Linked DNA regions of Sus scrofa: regions 1, 3 and 4 are each linked to region 2. Evidence: chromatin contacts called from public HiChIP or PLAC-seq data. All regions are on one chromosome and are shown on one strand. The core of a region is the stretch at or near the end of the contact, and the rest is flanking DNA. Distances in the headings are between cores, read along the strand shown.

The links. HiChIP or PLAC-seq counts read pairs in DNA pulled down with a chosen protein or histone mark.
Region 1: a contact with region 2 is called in an H3K27ac HiChIP or PLAC-seq map of alveolar macrophages. The contact joins the promoter of NRDC here to the promoter of CC2D1B in region 2. A contact is called at or near these places in 1 of 5 promoter capture datasets (liver) and 1 of 2 datasets of contacts at active chromatin or transcription factors (alveolar macrophages).
Region 3: a contact with region 2 is called in an H3K27ac HiChIP or PLAC-seq map of alveolar macrophages. The contact joins the promoter of TXNDC12 here to the promoter of CC2D1B in region 2. A contact is called at or near these places in 1 of 5 promoter capture datasets (liver), 1 of 47 Hi-C or Micro-C datasets (heart right ventricle) and 1 of 2 datasets of contacts at active chromatin or transcription factors (alveolar macrophages).
Region 4: a contact with region 2 is called in an H3K27ac HiChIP or PLAC-seq map of alveolar macrophages. The contact joins the promoter of SELRC1 here to the promoter of CC2D1B in region 2. A contact is called at or near these places in 1 of 5 promoter capture datasets (fetal liver), 1 of 47 Hi-C or Micro-C datasets (embryonic fibroblasts) and 2 of 2 datasets of contacts at active chromatin or transcription factors (alveolar macrophages and skeletal muscle).

Annotation. Positions count from the first base shown.
Region 1 is chr6:160,297,524-160,300,618 of Sscrofa11.1, reverse strand. NRDC (nardilysin) reads right to left here and starts at 1,518. Exons shown (of 31, transcript XM_003127978.6): 1 at 965-1,518. The coding sequence starts at 1,308.
Region 2 is chr6:159,852,736-159,855,892 of Sscrofa11.1, reverse strand. It overlaps CC2D1B (coiled-coil and C2 domain-containing protein 1B), which reads right to left and starts at 1,345. Exons shown (of 25, transcript XM_021096652.1): 1 at 1,198-1,345. It overlaps LOC110261230 (a long non-coding RNA gene), which reads left to right and starts at 1,310. Exons shown (of 3, transcript XR_002345202.1): 1 at 1,310-1,394.
Region 3 is chr6:160,134,565-160,138,063 of Sscrofa11.1, reverse strand. TXNDC12 (thioredoxin domain-containing protein 12) reads right to left here and starts at 1,320. Exons shown (of 8, transcript XM_021096661.1): 1 at 1,084-1,320; 2 at 576-957. The coding sequence starts at 669. BTF3L4 (transcription factor BTF3 homolog 4) reads left to right here and starts at 1,857. Exons shown (of 6, transcript XM_021096654.1): 1 at 1,857-1,977.
Region 4 is chr6:159,510,015-159,513,219 of Sscrofa11.1, reverse strand. SELRC1 (Sel1 repeat containing 1) reads right to left here and starts at 1,358. Exons shown (of 4, transcript NM_001243594.1): 1 at 1,181-1,358. The coding sequence starts at 1,286.

The sequences.
Region 1 (3,095 bases), core at 269-2,768, 440 kb before region 2:
TCAACTCAATATGAGTAAGAACTTTATAAAAAAAATCAGTAAATGGTGCACTGGAGTTAGTGTCAGATGGACACCGTGTTCATACCAGCTCTGTTATTATTTAGCTATGTAATTCTGAGCAAGAAGCAAACCCTCTGGATCTCAATTTCCTCAACTTGTAAAATGAAGCTAAGCAATATGATCTCTCTTTAAAATAATTATAGTCATGACATTCTATGGAATAGGCTACCTGCGAAGAATATACTCAGGTGGGGATTGAGCCTCCAGATATTAGAGATGTTTAGAGGATTATGATACAAACCAAAAGTTGAGAATTGCGGGATGAGAGGAAACCTTACAAATCTTCTATGATTCACCCAACTGAGACTCAAGCCCTCTCTAATATATTCTTGGAAGATGTCACCCAACCATTCGAGCATTGAGAAAAAAACCATGGAAGTAAGTCACTTCATTTCAGGCCAACTCTGATGCCTAAGTTCTTTTACTGAAGCCACATGACCCTCCAGTAACTTCCACCCATTAGTTTTACCCCTCTTTCATCTACGGGCACCTGGAATGTTTGTGGATAATGATAGTATTTCCCTTAAATATCCCCTCCAAAATTAAAATCTCCAGCTCCTTGAACCTTTCCTCATAATACCAATACCCCACCCCACCCCCCGCCCATCCAGCCTGCTTTCCTCAGAGAAACCTCCATTCTTGCTTTAGCGAGTATCAAAATTATTCCAACAACCCTGCCCATTCTGACATCCAGATTCCTTGTGGAACCCAAGTTTTCCCCCTCGTCCAGCTCACACATCACGGAAGCCTCTAACTGCTCTTGACACCTCCATCCAAGGAAGCTTTGGGGCTGGGAATGTGCCCCTGGTGCTCCTTCGGAAGATTCGGAGACAAGAAGAGACCACAGCGGCCACTCTGAGGCCCTCGCCCTGCTTTCCTCCCTGGTCTAAGCCTCCTCCCTCACCGGTATTGCTTGGGGTCGCTGGGAGACTTGACGATCTCAGGGTCTCCGGCATTACTGACAGGCACCCTCCGTCCCTCCTCCTCAGATTCGTCGGCTCCCAGACGGGCAACCCGGCCGCTCTCGCCCAAATCCTGTCCATTGGGCTGCAGGTCAGGGCAGCTGCAGGTAGACTTCGCCTTGTTCCTTCCAGGCATGGTCAGAGTAGGAAAGGGTCTGGCAGCCGCGGAGTCTTCGCACCGACCCCGCGCTTCTACTCTCCACAGCGCCGCGAGCTCCCGCCCGGCCTCACACCACAACTTCCTCCCGGTGGCACTGACTGCAGCAACCGTGACTCTCCTCAACATTCACCACCAAGCCGGAGTAATGGGCATCCCGCTCCCTAGGGCCCTCCTCCTCCTCCTACTTCTCCAGCCGCTCCTCCTCCTCCGCGTTCCAGAGGCGGTGGCGGCCGGCGCTGGTGCTGCCGCAGCCGCCGGGGAGGACAGGCCTGAACCCCTCCCCCAATCCGGTCTCCCCCAAGCCAACTTCCCTCATCCCCCCCACCCTCCCGCCGTCGATGACGCAACTGACTTTAGCCAATAACAAGGCAAGATAGAAGTCATGTGCATGTGATCAACCAATGGGAACAAGGAATAAAAAAGAACCAAAGAGACCGGGCCGGCATCTCGCAGCACGCAGAGAGCTCTTCGGGACACGGAGTGGGCGGGGCGAGAGAAAAGAGGCGGAGAGAGGGACGCGGAGGACGACGGGAGAACGGCGCCTGGGAGGCTGCGCAGCGTTTATGACGGAAGAGGGGAGGTGGCTTGAGGTAGCAGCTGAATAGTGCTCCACCGCTCCGAGAGAAATATTCCCCGGATGAGAAAACCGCTAAGCGAGTGGAGAAAATTAATTTCCAGGCTTCCCCTCCCCTCACTCATGTCGTATTTTGCGTATCATGCCCCTCAGACCTGGGTGGAGTTTTGGCCGTGACTCGGCACGTAAAAAGCAGAACGCCGGAAGTGTTTTTCTGCAGCCGGATGGAAGCTGCGTGGGAGTGGAGCTGAGCGGAACCGGAGAAATAGCCGCCGTGCTTCTCCTCCTTACAGCTTGCTAGACCGTCGTGCACTTCGCCTAAGTGTTTAAAAGACCGGTGTAAATGTGTTCACTCTTCTATGCGAAAACATTTTGAGCTTCCCCCAGAGACTAGAGTCCACAGTTAGTGTTAGCCAACTTTCGCTGAGCAGCCACCTCCTGTCCCTTAAGTCCGTTTCCCCAAGGTTTTTTCCTGCCTTCAGTGGCCGTTGGTGGGCAAGATGTGATTGAAACAGACGTACTTGGAAAATAAAAAGCAACTGATGTGGTACTAGGTGTGTGATTTACTAACCTTGGCATAAGCAGTTGTAGCACACAAAAGGAAGAAACATGGTGAATGCAGAAGCACTTGAAGCAGAGATATCTTGATGATTGTTTTAGGTCTTTACATTTTTCTAGGCCTCCCCAGCTCCAGATATAGGGAAGACAATCATGAACAAAACAAAATTTGTTGCCTTCTTGGAGCATGCATTCAAATGGGGAGAAACAGAATAAAATAATTTTTAAAAAGTGAATGCTAAGGGAGTTCCCTTCATGGCTCAGGGGAAACGGAATCTGACTAGTATCCATGAGGACGCAGGTTCACTCCCTGGCCTTGCTCAGTGGGTTAAGGATCCACTGTTGCTGTGAGCTGTGGTGTAGGTCTCAGATATGGCTGGGATCTGGTGTTGCTGTGGCTCTGGTGTAGGCCCGCAGCTACAGTTTCAATTCGACCTGTAGCCTGGAAACCTCCGTGGGTGCAGCCCTAAAAAGGCAAAAAGGGCGGAGGTGGGAATGCTAAGACAAGAAATGATGATGGATAGGAAAATAAAGAGTTGGGAAGGAGAAGCCCAAGGAATCAGAAAAGAAATGGTAAAATCTGGAGTTCCTATAGTGGCTCAGCAGTAACGAACCCAACCGGTATCCGTGAAGACTCAGGTTCGATCTCTGGCCTGAATCAGTGGGTTAAGTATCTTGCGTTGCCTTGAGCTGTGGTGTAGGTCACAGGTGCGCTCTCAGATTGGCCATTGTTGTGGCTGTGGTGTAGAATAGGCTGGTGGCTGCAGCTCTGATTCGACCC
Region 2 (3,157 bases), core at 96-2,595:
TTTCGGCCCCCAGCCTGGGAACTTCCATATGCCTCAGGTGGGGCCCTAAAAAGACAAAAAAAATTTTTTTTTTAATCCTGTTCCTCAGCTAGTGGCCTACTGTTGGCCAGCACAAATAATGAACATTTTCATCACTGCAGAAAGTTCTATTGAACAGTTCTGCTCTACGGAAATCCCAATCGGCATTCTGATTCTCTGAGATTTCACAACCATTCAAGGACCTACTAGGTGTCAGACCCTGGGCTGGGCACCGGGGAGCAGGAATGAACCTGATGTGATCTCAGCCCTCAAAGAACTTTTACTGGTCAGAAAGGCCTCATCACTGGACAAAAGCTACACAGGGCTGAGCCAGGGGTGGTGTGCTCAGGGGCAGCTCCTTATTCAGCAGACAGTAGGTTTCTGGAGAAGGTGATGCCCATGCTGAGTCATGAAGAAGTTGGGGGGAAGGACAGGGAATAGGATTCCAAACAGAGGGAACAACCTGATAATGGTTCTGAGGCGATGAGCAGAACTGCACAAGGAAATTAAACTGGGATTACTGGGGCCGAGAGTGTGAGACAAGAAACGGCACACGCGAGGATGAAACGGTGAGCAAGGGGCACAACAGAAACACCTTTCCGCCTAGAGGAGTTTGGGCCCGATTCTGAGCGCAATGGACGTGACGGGGTCAGGTCGGCGATTCAGAAACCTCCCTCTAGCTGCAGAAGGGAAGGAAGCAGGGGGAGAATGCAGGCTGCAAGCCCACTCAGTACCGAGCATCTCGCAACGCTCCGGGCGAAAGGAGCGACGCTGAGGGAGAGCGGGGGCGCTGGGGATGGAGAGAAGCGGACGGAGTCCAGAGTTAGGGGGTAAAATCAACAGGGCTCCGAGGCTCAGATGTGCGCGCTCGGGAGGGGGCGCTCAGGGTGACACCAGGCGTCAGAGGTCGGTGACTTGGGTGAATGAGCGGCGGTCAACTGAGCGGGGGACACGGAGTGCGCGGGTCAGTCAGACGCTGCGGCTCCGGGGGCTTCGGTCCTGGACCCAGGCCCGGGCTCCGGAGAGAGGAGGGCAGGCAGTGCGCAGGGAGGCGAAGCCGGGGACCCCACGCAACGCGCCGAGGACGCGCCGCCCTGCCCTGCCCTCCCCTGCCCAGCCGCCTCATCTCCCCCGCGGTCCCCTCAGCGCCCCTTGCCGGGGGACGAGTTCGCAGCATACCTCGCAGCGGATCCGAAACCAACCCGGGCCTCCTCCCGCCCGGCACCGCCCAGGCCTCTCGCGGCCCCAGGGCCGCCGAGGCAGCCGTGACAGGAAGAGCCCCCGGGGAGACGGCTCGCGCCCTGACACGTGACTCCACGGCCCGTGCGGCGCGTATCACGCATGCGCAAGGCGAAGAGGGCGCGGCGCTCCAACAGGTGACTCCGAGGGTGGGGTTCTGAGCGCGCAGGCGCCTTCGGGCAGGTAGCGAGGCTCGCTGGGAGGGTGTTTGGGCAGTTCGGGGTTGTCCAGCTACTTGAGGAGGTGCAGCAGGTGCGCACACCCCCGTCCTTTTCCGTTTACAGCTTCCTCGCCAAGCTTGCTCCTTCACTTGCTCTCCAGGGCTGCTTGGGCGCACGCTCACCTAAAATAGCCTCAAGTCCTCCTACCGCCCCTCTGGAGGTGAGGATGTGAAGGCTCCGCCCTGGAGGAGGGGCTTCTTGCATTTCCTTTTTCAGTGTACTGTGTGAGTATCTAGGGAAAGGGAGATGGGGCTCACCACGTTCTACTTAATCATTCAGCACCTAAATGTACCTTTTCCAATCAGAAGGCGGATTGACTACTTAAGATCTAACAGCTCTTTGCACTCCTTCATGAAGTCACTTCAGATAATTTAACACCAGGTTCTCACTCCGCTTGTGGGGGTGGGGGAGGTGGAAGCGGGGAGACATTAAGAGAAATTTCCGTCCAAATCGCTTCCTACTGCCTGTTTTTAAACTTTTGAAAGTTATGTTTTGTAGTTAGTTTTGAAGGTCTCCCAGTTTCCTTGGACAAAGAGCTTTTCCATCTCCTTATTGCTTTGGGATTTCCTGAAGAGAACCCTCTTTACTATCTTAAAATTTAAGTTTCACTCATTAAAAATTAAAATATTTTAATGAAATATTTAAGATATACACAAATATACGATATTTTACATTTGCTGGAATGCAAGATCCATAAAGGCATAAGTTTTTGTTTGTTTTCTAAGTTATCTCCTGTCTAAAGTGATGCATGGTACCCAGCAGGCACTCAAGAAATAGCCTATTTCTTGAGTGAATTAACAATACATGGGCACTTACCACAAGTTTAAGAAAAGCCAGTAGGATAAAACTGAAGCCACCTGTCCACCTCTCATGTTGCAACACTTGCCCAAAGAGAGATCCACTTTGCTGAATTTGGTGTTTATTATGCCTGATCATTTCTATTTCTGCTATTTCTTCCTCCCTCCCTCCCTTTTTATGGCCACACGTGCAGCATATGGAAGTTCCCAGGCTAGGAGTCAAGTTGGAGCTGCAGCTGCTGGGCTTCACCATAGCCACAGCAACTCGGGATCCGAGCTGCGTCTGCAACCTACACCACAGCTCAGGGCAATGCCAGATCCTTAACACATATTTGTGTTATGAATATTTTTTAAAAGAAACCACTGCTTTGCAGACATTTTCCCCTCAATCCTGATTATCTGCTAATTTTTCTCATCAGTAGATTCAGGGCAAATATTTCTGGCAGGACTCTGATACAGGTAATGTTTTTCTCAGTACTGACGTGAAGTTTTAGATGTCAGTTTGTTCCATTGTTTGTTTATTACAATTGACTTGAAAAGTTATACCATAAATTCTGCCAAGATTTTAATTGGAACTGATTTACACTTAGAGTTAATCACATCTCTTTATTAGATTTATTCCTAGGTAGTTTATTTTTTCTGTGCCATCTAAGTATTTTTTTATTTCAAGTTTTGTTTTTATGATAAATGGTGCCTTTTAAAAAATTCCATGTTCTAGCTGTTTCTTGCTAGGGATTATTTATTACTGATGTTATTTCGAACAGTTCCTTTTTTTTTCCTTTCTAGGGCTACATCCACACATGGAAGTTCCCAGGATAGGGGTTGACTTGGAGCTACACCATAGCCACAGCAACACAAGATGTGAGCTGCCTCTGCAACCTA
Region 3 (3,499 bases), core at 71-2,570, 280 kb before region 2:
ATTCTTCCAAAAAAACCATTTTCTTCAATTACACTGAACCACACCGAGGACAACTGTTGGTGACCCTCTAACATCAGACCTTCGACCCTTTATATGGCCCTTCCTTATGCACCCAGTCACCCTCCCTGGGTGCAGGTTCTGTTCCCTCCAGGTCTGGAGGCAGTAATCTAGCTCTTCAGGTAAGAGGTGAGGAGCGGAATCTTCAGACCCACGAAAAGAATCCAAATATGAAAGTCCACCCTGAGGAACGGTGACGGATGTCTGAGGACCCACCAAGTGCTAGACACTAAGCTGGTTTCTTAAACATGCTTTTCCTAATATACGGGTCATTCCTTACCCCAACCCAAGCATTTAGGGAGGCCTCAAGTACAACTTCCCCAACTCAATATTCCCCAGAACCGCTACTCCCTACCCCAAGAGATCTTCCTCAAACTCCAGGAGCAGTTGGAGAGGATAAAAAGAAATCTAGGGTGGCCAGAGACAGAATGGGAAGGGGATCGTGTTAGGACAAGGAGAGGGTTGTACTGGGCTGGGGCCCAGAATGAGTAAAGATTAAGATAAGAACGCGGTCTGACCCTTTCCAAGCCCAACATGTCCATCAGAAGAGACGAGGAGCAGGAAACTGAAGCCCAGCAAACAGGTGGCCCCGAGACGAGGCCGCGGTTCCATGGTGGTAAGTCCGCGGGGCCCCTGGGCTGAGCAGACGCCGGGCCCGAGTCCTAGCAGATGGTCCGCGCGGTATCCCAAGTGCGGCTCAGCCCAACCCCTCGCTTTCCCAGATTTTTTTTTTTTTTTTTTCCCCTAACCCTGAAGGAAGTGATGTTAGACGGATGTGGGTGGTGCCTCCGGGGTCCGGTCTGGGACTGAGTTTAAAGGTGCAGATCACGTAGAAGGTTGCAGGCGTTGCTTTCGAGCGGTAGTTGCTTCCCCACGGTTCTGGACATTCCGTCCGAGGACCTAGAGAGAAAAGATGGGCCGAGATAGTGGGCGGGTGGGGAGGAGACTCGGGAGAACCGTTGCTGGTGGCGTCCGCCTTCAGGCTAGCCCCTCCCCCCACCAAGAACCGCTGCACTTAATACTCACTACGCAAATTATTGATCGGTGAAGTCAGCCTCTCCCAACTGTTGGGCTGGTTGCCCATTGGTTTCAGGTACCCCATCCCCCTCCGCAAATAAAAAAGACAGATAACCGGATTTCATTCTTAAGTTCCTGCTCGGGTCTCGAGAAGACCTGGCAAACCTGTTCTGCGGTGCAGTCTTGTGCCTGCAAGAATGTCCCTTACGGTTGGAGAAGAAACACTGGACCTTATTTTTTATTCCTTGTAAGCTAAATTCTTCCATTCAGGGATGATGCAACCAACTGATGCAAGCTCCGAGAAAACCAAACTTGTGATTTCTTACTGCAAATCTGACCTAGCTCTGCGGGGCACTGGGGCATAAGTCACTGCAGGCACTTAAAGTGTGAAGCTTCTTCTGATTAAATGTATTTGTTTTTGTTGTTTTTAAACTTTGTGGGTTATTTCTCGATTTTCCTCTCTTGAGGCATAAAAAACGGCTCAAAATTTCCCGTCTCTCCGAGTCTCCACTCTAGTTGAGTCCGACAGTGCGTACTTAATACCTAGCGAAGCATTCGACAAAAGTATACACCCAAACAAAAATACCCATTGCCTTTTTATTAGGCTTCCTATAAACTGCAGGCACGGACACAATGGGACGCCCAGGAGACTGCAAGCTCCAGAAAGCAGCGCGGCGGTCTGCACCTGCCGCGTTTCTGTTGGGAAGCGCAGAGCAGCCTGGGCTTTGTAGTTTGTATATGAGCTTCCAGGATAGGCTGCTCCGGCGAGAGAGAGGCGGGGCCGGGTGTGTCACGTGGGCTCCACTCCCGCCGCCGCGGCTGCCTTCGTCTTTCTCTGTCTCGACTGAGGCAGCCATCTTGCTCTTGCCGCGTGCTGGTGTTGGAGGACCCTCCCTGCTTCAGGTGAGACCCCCGGCGGTCCCGCCACTCCACGGCCATAGGCCGCCGCGCACGGTCTCCCCCCGCCCTTTTCTACCGACACCCGCCAACCGATCGGGCTGCCACTTCCGCGGTGGCGCGCCGAGTGGGGGCGGAGGCGGCTGTCTTGGCCTGTCGGTTAGCGGCGGCGCAGCTGGGGGTCGGCACCTGAGGGAAGGTCCCCAGCACCACCGCTTTCTGTCGGGGCTCGCGGGCCCGCGTTGTTGCAGCCCAGGTCCAGGCCCAGGTGGCAGGTGGTCCCCCGCCTCTGCCCTGTTACTCTTCATTATTCACAGCAATAAGGCTTGAGCTTTGAGCTTTGTACAGCCTATCTGCTGTCATCTCATTTGATCCTCCCACTCGACAGATAGGGAAACCGAGGTTAGCAGCCCCCGCCCCCAACCAAATTCCATTGCTGCGCTCTTCACCTCGTAATGGCAGTATTTGTTTACAAGTGTGCCACCCTCTCCGAGACATTGCCTTGCCCATCCTTGTAGCCCCATCCCACTGCGTGATGCATAGTAGGCTGTCAGGAAGTTGATGATTGACCGACAGGCAGTGTTACAAAGCTAGTGAATTGCGGTTTCAATTTCTGTTCCCACGTTCTTTCACTATACTATGTCTGTACCTTGGGCAATGGTAACAATAGTTACCAGTTTTTGAGTATCTGCTTGAGCCATACCCGGTACTTGATTACTTAATGTTTAACCCGTAAAACAGCTGTGAAGTATGTGTTGTTACACTTTTTCTAATAGGAAGGAATACAAGTTCAGAGAAGTAAAAGAACTTTCTGAAGCCCTAAGTGGAAAAACCTTGATCCTTCGGATTCCAAAGCCTGTGCCTCTCTTATAGAGTAACCCTTCATAATAAAAAGTCAGGATTAAAGATTGAAATTGTTTTATCTCTGTAAATATGATGTCATTGAAAGTGCCTACCATAATGCTTGGAATTTAGGCACTCAGTAAATATTAATTATAACTTAATTATTTACACCCTTTCTTGAATCCTTGAGGAAAGGGCGAAAAGATGCTAGGATCCCCAAGGAAGAATTCACTAATTATATGGCCTTAGGAAGTGACTTCTCCGTTCTGGGCCCTCATTTTCCAAATTATTAAATTGGGAAAGAGGTGAGCTGTTTTATTTTTTTCTAATTTATACCCTGCTGCTGCTTGCAAGTATTTGCCACACGTTCAAGACGGGAATAATGGGTACAAGAAAGTAAAGATTGCTTGAGGAATGGGGAGTTAAAGCAGGTGATCTCTGAGGTCTAGTCCAGATTCTGAGCTTGACATTTCTTCTTTCATAGACTGAGTCCAATCCACTTTCCTACTTGAACTCTACACACCTCAACCTGCTGTGGACAGGAGGGCCACCCTTCTCCCCCACCCCCCCACCAACCTTGTGTTTGCAACCTCCCTAAAATGCTTTTCTCTGATATTCCTTGGGAACAAGTTTTCTGTTGTCCTGATTATCTGGAATGGAATCTGTTCTTTCTTGTCTACACATT
Region 4 (3,205 bases), core at 109-2,608, 340 kb after region 2:
CAACCCTGGCTTCTTAAGATTTAAGCCATCACACTGCAGAGCAACTCTGTGTAGTTGGTCAGCTTCAAGCTAGACTCCAAGCTGTTGATCAGCATGGGAGTCTTGATCTGCTCTGTGTCCCACCTGGGCCAGTTCATTCCTCCTTAGGCAACCCAGTGGTCTCCCATTCCTGGGAAGTCACCATATTGATCCCAAACTTAGTGTGGACATCTGATCCACATGGCACATTGTAGCCCAGAACTCCTGGGCTCAAGGGATCCTCCAGCCTCAGCCTCCCAAGTAACTCCTGGGACTACAGGTTCATGCCACAGCGTGCAGCTAGACTGCAAGCTACTAGAAGACAGGCCCAGTGCCTTTTTTTTTTTTTTTTTTCTTTTATAAAAATAAAGTAGGCAGGAGTTCCCTGGTGGCACAGTGGATTAAGGATCCAGCACTGCCACGCTGTGGCTCTGGTTACAACCCATGGCCCTGGAACTTCGGTGTGCCACAGAAGAGCCACCCCCCTCCCCCCAAAAAAAAGTAGGAAGAAGAAAACCACTCCAAAGGTACTGGCTGCTCTGGGCAACCTCTCCTGCACATCGCCCACACAGGGAAGTCAACTCATGTTCCCAGAACACACTGAGCACACTCACCTCGCTGCGCCTTTTCATTGGGCCTAGCTCTGCCTGGCATGGATCTCCTTTACCTTCTACACTTTGTTCAAATGTCACTCTCATGATTCTCCCTAATCACTCGATTTAAAACTGCCTTCCTGAATTCTGGTACCTCTCAGCCAGTTCCTTTTCCCACTGCACTTATTAATTTCTAATATGCTACACATGTGTTTCTCTGTGTTTACTGTCCAGTACCCCCACTAGAATGTAAGCTCCCTGAGGACGCGGCTTTTTATCCGATCACTGACGTAGCCCCAGGGTCTCTCCTCCACGTGCCCAAACGCTTCTTTTCCTTCCCGCCCGGCCTCCAGGCAGAGCATTCTCCCGCGGCGAGCCCAGCAAGTCCTTGCGGAAGCCAACCGACCCCTCCCCGCCCCTCCACAAGGCCGTCTGTGTCCCACACACCCCGTGTCCCCGGCCGGTGACCCCTTCCAGATCCCCTCAGAGATCCCTCACGTGACCCGTCCAACTCCCGCCCCTGCGTCCGGAGCCCCCACGTGAACCTAGGCCGTGCTGGCGGGGCTCACCGTCCGGGTCCTTCTCCTGATAGCACTGGTAATTGCACTCCACCTCCATGTTCTCCAGAAAGGACTTCACCTGCTCCTCGTCCTGGAAGTCCACGAGGCCCGCCATGGCTCTCGCTCGGTCAGTCAAAATCACCCCGCCGCTCTGCCCCGGCGCGCGCCGTACGCCCGCCCAGGTCACGTGAGCGGCGGAGGGGCGGGGCTTGGGCGGGGCTTGCCGCCGAGGTCCGCCGCTCCCTCCGGCGGCCTGAAAGCCCGGCGCGCCGGGAGCTTGAGCTTTTCCTCTGCTCTCTGGCTGTTAGGCTTTGGCTGTCTCACCTTTTCCTCAGGTCTGGTAGCAGTCTTTCTGTAGCACTTTACTGTGCCAGTCTTGTGGCTTTAATGCTTCTCCGCTTCTGGTCATTTATCTCTCCATCTGTCCGCTCTTTCGTTAATTCGGTGTTGCCTAGGCGCCTACCATATGCCTCACCAAGTGCTTGGTGCTAGTAATACAACAGCGAGGAAGTATGGGTCCTGCCATTAAAGGGCTTGCAGTTTAGAAGGAAAGCTTTTGTTTATCCATTCAGCAAGTATTTTGAGCACCCATTATGGGCCAGCTGTAGCTGGACAAACCAATATTCTTAAGTCGCTGCAAGTGCAGTGAAAAGTCTGATTCATCTCTCTTTTCCTCCCATTCCCACCTTCTGCCTCCAACATGAGTGACCCAAGGAATGAATGGCTGTGGAAGATGATAGCCGGATCACAGTAGCAGTAATAATACTGTTATAATAGCTAATGCTTAAACAGGGCTAAACTTTGTTTCAGATTCTATTTGAAGAGCTTCCTCATTTAATTCTCATGAAGGCACTCATTGTGGGTAGGAGTTATTCCCCCCATTCTGCTGATGAGGAAAGAAACTGAGGTACAGAGAGTAAATTGTCCAAAGGTCACACAGGAAATACGAAATTTGCTGTGCAATGAATATTTTTTGAATAAAAGAATGAAGTACAAAAGGAAAAGTCAAGGATATGGGAAAGAAAAGAGGAATTTCAGCTGGTTTTTGCTTTTTCTTCTTAGAATCATCAGTTCCATAAAGCCTAGACTGAACGCTCTCCAAAGACAGTCAGTTCCTATTTCTCTTTGAGTCCCAGCCAGCCCTCGCCTATGTCCCTGAGGGGAGCTCAAGTCCTTGGTTTCCCAGCACCTCTAGCATTGCTTCCAAATGGCTCCACTATTAACCTATCCTTAAGGGCGTCAGAGAATGGACCACTTCCAACCACGTCCTTGTTAGAGAGTAGCTTGCTGAACCTGGGAAACGTCTTCGAAATTCCAGTTTTATTTTAAAGATTTAAATGATTTTACACTCAAGTCCATAACACATCTTTCATAGGATAACACATTCCAGTTGTCATTCCACATTTACTAGTGGTTTCTTAGACACCTGATCACCTTGGGAGATCCTTTAATACATCTCTCATATAGAGAAGCCCCAACCTTTGATTTTGAGATCACCTCTCTTTGCCTGGTCTCCAAGACCCTCTAAGTGCAATCTGACTCTAGCCTTATCTCCTGCCTCTTCTCCCGCATACCTCACCCAACTTTCTGTTCTCTGGATAGGTCCCAGATTTGTGTCTGTTTACTAGTGCTCTTGACACTTGGACTACCCTTCCCAAATCAGAGATCTTCTCTGTGAAGTCTTCCCAGACGCAACAGCCATACACTCCTAAAATAGATTTAGATGCTCTCACTTCAGTGTTCACTCCACTTGGTCTATTCTGATCTAATGTAGTAGGAAATGACTGGCTTCAGAGAGCAGACAGATCTTAGTCAGAATCCATGTCCTGGGAGTTCCTGTTGTGGCTCAGTGGTTAACGAATCTGACTAGGACCCATGAGTTTGCAGATTCGTTCCCTGGCCTTGTTCAGTGTGTTGAGGTCTGGCATTGCCATGAGCTGTGGTATAGGTCGCAGATGCGGCTCAGATCCCGCATTGCTGTGGCTACAGCTCCGACTAGACCCCTAACCTGGGAACCTCCATATGCCACGGGAA